Regions from separate parts of the Mus musculus genome. Here region 1 is linked to region 2. Evidence: chromatin contacts called from public HiChIP or PLAC-seq data. All regions are on one chromosome and are shown on one strand. The core of a region is the stretch at or near the end of the contact, and the rest is flanking DNA. Distances in the headings are between cores, read along the strand shown.

Region 1 (2,913 bases), core at 26-2,525, 840 kb after region 2:
ATATATTTGTTCAGTTATGCATTGTCATGATAAGGGTAAATAGGGGATTCTCTTCAAAGGTTCACTTGAGCATAGTTTTGTGTTATTATGCATGTATCCCAAACCAGTTCAGGCTTGATATTGGACATACATACACAAACTGTGCCTGGACAAAAAGGGAATATGTTGGAATAGAAACTGTTCAACCTTGACGGTCATTAGGAAAGGCGAAATCATTTGGAGTATGGGGGTGTGCAGTTGGATCAGTGCCTTGCCAACAGGTTACTAGGTGCACTGTTCAGAGAACATGCAAGTGAGGGAGCTTGGCTTCCAAGTACATTATTAGAAGGAGGTTGTACAGAAACCAAACCAAATAGAATCCCAGACTACTAAAATATTCTCTAAGCTTGCCTCCCTCAGTCCCAGTGTCTCAGATCATAGGGATGGTGAGGGTTTACCAAGAATTAGGTGTCATGGAGGGCCTGGGACTGGGTTTCAAGCTTCAGGAGCCCTGGGCTTTCTTCTGTTTATCTCCTTGTGCAGGAGTCATGTCCAGGTTGGGGTTTTTGGAGATATGGGAAAAACCACACAAGTGACTTTTTGCTTTCTTCAACATGTCTTTCCATTTTAGTAGGACAGAGACACTATGTCCTCTCATCTGGTTTACTTAGCTCCTGTGAAGGTAACTGTGTGTGTGGCTAGCTGTTTACTTTGGTGTGCTTGTGGGGAGGTGACTACTTAGTTGTCATCTTGTCCAACCTTATGTCATTTACTTCCTGCAAGCAGACCAGACTTTCTTGATTTTTTTTCTTCTTCTAAGATTTATTGATATGTGAGCTGCAGAGGCAGCTCAGCAATTAAGAGCACTAGCTGTTCTTCCAGAGGATCAGGGTCTGATTGTCAGCATCCACATGGCAGCTCACAACTGTCTATAACTCCTGTTCCAGAGCATCTGGCATAATTCCACAAACAGACAGATATAAAAAATTTAAAAGATTTGTTGTTAATTTCCTGTAGGAGCGTGTCTGTGTTTATGTGCATTTATGCACAACCTGTGGAGGCCAGAAGAGGGCGAAATATCCCTTAGAGGTGCAGAGGCAGGTAGATCTCCGAGTTCCAGTGCAGCCTGGTCTATAGAGCAAGTTCCAGGACAGCATGGACTTCACAGAGAAACCCTATCTTGGAATAAAAAGGAAAGAGAGAGAGAGGGAGAAAGAGAGATGTAGGGAGCCAACTCTAAGATGGCGCCGAGCGCCAGGTATGCCGTTGTCATAAACAACATCAGCGCAGGTGTAAACCCGAGTCTGGCGCCAACCCCTCCTGAGCGGGTGCATGCAAATTAGGTGCCGGCAGACTGACCAATCCCAGGGGGCCACGAAGCCTTTCCCTGTGCTGGAGAGTATATAAGCAGACCTCCCTGGGTGCCGGGGTCCCCGTAGTGGCTGTTGAGAAGAATCAGACTGTGTTGTGTCTTCCTTGCCGGCAGAGGTGGGCGCAACAGAGAGGCGGGGGGGGGGGGGGTGGAGAGAGAATGAGGATGTAGTTATTTTAGTCTAAGATTCTTGTATTTGTATTTCTCTTGTGCTAGGGATTACAGCCAGAGTCTCATCATACATGTTAGACAAGCACTCTACTGCTCAGTGATACCCTCAACTATAATGTGGATAGTTTGAAACTTTCTTCACTCTCCAAGGTTTTTTTGTTGCTATGTGTGTGTGACTTTTAAAAAAAAGATTTATTGTTTTTATATGAGTACACTGTTGCTGTCTTCAGACACACCAGAAAAGAGCATCAGTTTCGATTACAGATGGTTGTGAACCACTATGTGGTTGCTGGGAATTGAACTCAGGACCTTTGGAAGTGCAGTCAGTGCTCTTAACCACTGAGCCATCTCTCCAGTCCCATGACTTTTTTTTTTATGTGATTGGATGTGTTTGCCTGAATATCTGTGTACCATATTCATGCCTGATACCCTCAGAGGACAGAGAGGACGTTGGATCCCCTGTAACAGGAATAATGATGGCTGTGGTCCTTTAGAAGAGCAGCAATTACTCTTAACTGATGAGCCACGTATTGCTAGACGTCAATTATATATAGCTACTGAGGTTCTCATGTAGCACAGGCCAACTCTGAACTCACTGTATAGCCCAGGGTAACTTTGAATTTATTTATTTTTTTTGGGGGGGGGTTTCGAGACAGGGTTTCTCTGTATAGCCCTGGCTGTCCTGGAACTCACTTTGTAGACCAGGCTGGCCTTGAACTCAGAAATCCGCCTGCCTCTGCCTCCCAAGTGCTGGGATTAAAGGCGTGCGCCACCACGCCCGGCTTGAATTTATTTTTTTTAAAGATTTATTTCTTTTACATATATGAGTACACTGTACAGATGGTTGTGAGCCTTCATGTGGTTGTTGGGAATTGAATTTTTAGGACCTCTGCTCACTCTCACTCGGGTCAGATACTCCAGAAGAGGGAGTCAGATCTCATTACAGGTGGTTGTGAGCCACCATGCATTGCTGGGATTTGAATTCAGGATGTCTGGAAGAGCAGTCGGTGCTCTTACCCGCTGAGCCATCTCTCAAGCCCAACTTTGAATTTATAATCCTCCTGGCTTCCACTCTCAAGTGCTGGGGTTACTGGTATATGCTACTATGCCTGACTGTGGCACTATTTTTTTAAGCTTTTACTTATTTGGTGATTATTATTATTATTATTATTATTTTAGTATAGAATAAAGTTTATCCAAAGCATGGAGAGGGGCATTGAGAGAGAACTAGAGGTAGAGAAACGGAGGGAGGGAGGGAAGGAGGGAGAGGGTGGGGAAGGGAAGGGAAGGGAAGCAGAGGATGGCCATGAGCACGTGGAGAGAGAGGGAGGGATGAGGAGAAAGGAGGAAGGGATAAGAGGACAGAGTAGGAACAAGAAGGCAAGAGATCA
Region 2 (3,050 bases), core at 238-2,737:
TTCCTTGTCAGTGGTTATGATAGAGCAGGTGGTCCTTCACTGAAACATAGCTATGTCATGATAAGAAGGAACAGAAATAAGCCAAATGTATGATAGTTAGTGTTTATTTTTTAAATAATGTGACCACCCCTGAGTGTTCCATATGTGACTGTTCTATTGTACATGGTATAATTTTGTGTGCAGCTATTAAATTAACAACTTTATTTAAATTGTGATCTCTTTTAATTCTAGTGCAGGCACATGGAAGAGCCCCTTCTTTGTGTGTGCTTGACAGTCATTAGGAAACATGAACTCTCATGCACACTAATGTGAACAAGAAGGAACACTCAACTCCCCAAATGTACACGTGTCTTCTGCTGCAGCAGAATATAGCATGGCATTTTTAACTGCATTCTGGGCTTGCTTCTCACCAGCTTGATTTTAATAGACTGTAGCAGAATCTTTGGGAAAGCTCCTCCACAAGTTTCACTTATGAAAATGAGCCTGTTCTCCTAACCATAGACATTAGCCAAGATTCAGAGGCTAATCATATGCACATATTTAGGTAATGCTGTAATAGGCCCATAGTCGATTTTGTGGACCCATGTGCTGAATGCAATGTGGATAACATAAAATATTGTTGGAATATGACACCATATGATTGATTCTGTTAAAACCAGTTGGTACTGCACAAAGCTACACAAGATTAACTTCACAGAAACATGCAGAATACTGGCAGCATAGGTAACCATGAGGCCCTATAAGGAAACCAAATGTTTCCTTCTATCCATTATCCTTCTAATTCTGGACAGCTTCCTGTGCTTTAGCTGGCTCATATTCCAGTAGCTCTTTAGTAACTAATAGAAACCTTCCCAGAGACTTGCCTCCATAAACCATGCTAATTGCAGTTTTCAAAACCTGACAGTGAGTTTTTCTAACAGACCCCATGGTGCTAACTAACTGTCCTAGGATAATTAATTTTGGGTGTGGTTGGAATAGCACTATTGAAGGACTCCACAAAAGAGATTACATTTTTCTACATTGGTAAGGGTTGGGACTGTGCAGTGAAAATTTCTAGCTAGCTACAGGTTTCCTAAGTAGAACTAAATCCCAGCCCTTTGGAGAAGGGGCAGTAATTTGAGAGGTATTAGAGGTTTCGATAGAGAAAATGACAGAGGAGACAAGGGAGGGGATGAAAGCTGCACCCTTCCATGCGCCACGCACATTTTCCCCAATGCATCCTTAGGATGCAATTTTGAAAATCTATCAAGTACCTGACACTTGGGTAGAAACCTTCTAGTAGGTACCCTGACTCTTGAGAAATAGCTAGTATTACCTCCATTTACCCATCTGCTCCAAGCTCCTTGTCTCCTATCAAAGCCTCCCTCCTGCCATTGCGCAGTTTTGGTGCAGAATCACCAGGTCCACTTTCGCAAACCCACGGGAGAGGCTGGGTTGGGCGGGGTCGCCTTGTCGCAGAGCCCAACTGCGCCTGCGCGGACTGCGGCAGAAGGCGGGGTGTGAGAGGCGAGCATTCTGAGACTAGCGTTCACAGTCGGCTAGAACCTTCGTTCTTGCCCACCACCTCTAATTTCTGCTCCTGCGACTTGCTCGGGCCTGGCAGCAGCAGCATTCCTGCTCTAGCGGCAGTTCCGTGCAGAGGCGCCTACATACCTCTCCCCCTCGTCTGTGAGATCGCGGGCCTGTCAGTGTCAGCTTCCACACGTCGGTCGACAGGACCATGTCGCTGGTAAGCCAGAATTCGCGCCGCCGCCGCGGTGGAAGGGCCAATGCGCGCAGAAACAACGGGAAGGGTCACCCTGCTGCTGTGCCAGGCCCAGACGTCCCTCGGGATCGCAACGATCCTAAGATCCTCCAGGGCCTCCGCGCCTCTGAGGGCCCTGGCACCTCCATGCTGCCCACCCCCCGGGAGGGCCCAAGCGCCTCTGTGCCGCCCACCGCCTCAGAGGGCTCAAGCGCCCCTAGGCAGTTCATCATTTCCCAGGGGCCGAACACCTCCGAGATGCCCACCTCCAGGAAGGGTCGGGGCGCCTCCCGGCCTCCTGCAGTTTCCGCAGGGCTGAACACCGCTATGTCAATCACCGCCTCGGAGGGCCCGAATAGCCCTGTGCCGCCCACTGCTCCTAAAGGCTCAAAGGCCTATGAGCATCTCCCTGTCTCAGAAGGGCTGGCCATCTCTGAGCAGCGTCACTCTGATGGGGGCCCTAACATGGAGCCCACCCTGGGTGAGGGCCCGGGAATCTCGGTGCCGCCCACCTTCTCTGAGGAATCGGGCATTTCTGATGAGGGCTTGAGCATCTTTATGTCGCCCAACATCTCGGAGGGACCGGGTATCAACGAGCCCTACTCCGTTAGTGAGGACCCAAGCACTTCGGTGCCGCCCACTGACTCTAATGGACTGGGCATCAACCTGCCGCCCACCTTCGGTGAGGGCCTGAGCATCTCTATGCTGTTCTCCGCTTTGGAGGAACCCGACATCTTTGCGCCGCCCCCCTCCGCTGAGGGACTGTTCGCCTCCATGTCGCCCCCCTCCGGTGAGATCCAGAGCTCCTGGGTGTCGCCCATCATAATGGAGGGATGTAACGTCAACGTGCCGCCCACCTCCAAAAAGGGACTGCGCACCTCGGTGCCATCAGCTGCTTGTGAGAGCCCGAGCACCTCAGCCGAGGGCCTGAGCTCGTCCCTGTCATCCATTTCTGCTGAGGGCTTCTGCAGCTCGCTGGCGCCATGCGCTGCGGAGGGATCCTGTGAGCTGCTTCCCTGCGGGGAGGGCCGGAGCACCTCGGAGCTGCACTGCCTGGGGGAGGGGTCGAGCACCTCGCAGATGTCCCTAGCTGCCGAGGGCCCTAGCGCTTCTGGGATGCCCACTGAAGCTAATAACCCCGAGGAAGCACTGAGCTGCTGTGCTTCTGAGCGCAGGAACAAGAGCACCTCCCGTGCTCTGCAAAAGGCCAAGGATCCATCTGTACGCCCAAAGCGTGAAGACCGCTTCCTGGATTTCCAGGTCCTGAGAGACAGTAAGAATTCCAACTCCATCACCATTATGGGCC

Evidence for each region. HiChIP or PLAC-seq counts read pairs in DNA pulled down with a chosen protein or histone mark.
Region 1: a contact with region 2 is called in an H3K4me3 HiChIP or PLAC-seq map of embryonic stem cells, with 7 read pairs. The contact joins the enhancer-like site here to the promoter of Magee1 in region 2. A contact is called at or near these places in 3 of 39 promoter capture datasets (cranial neural crest, hippocampal neurons and maxillary cranial neural crest) and 4 of 115 datasets of contacts at active chromatin or transcription factors (astrocytes, embryonic hindbrain, embryonic stem cells and 1 more).

Annotation. Positions count from the first base shown.
Region 1 is chrX:105,956,051-105,958,963 of GRCm38.p6, forward strand. No RefSeq gene overlaps it. Among named protein-coding and RNA genes, the nearest start is that of Atrx, 28 kb to the left of the region's middle. Within about 2 kb of position 1,276, at least 9 of the 459 cell types and tissues checked have an H3K27ac peak or open chromatin away from gene starts, as enhancers often do. A contact at or near this core is called in embryonic stem cells, where this site is marked.
Region 2 is chrX:105,118,891-105,121,940 of GRCm38.p6, forward strand. It overlaps Magee1 (melanoma antigen, family E, 1), which reads left to right and starts at 1,488. Exons shown (of 1, transcript NM_053201.4): 1 at 1,488-3,050. The coding sequence starts at 1,721.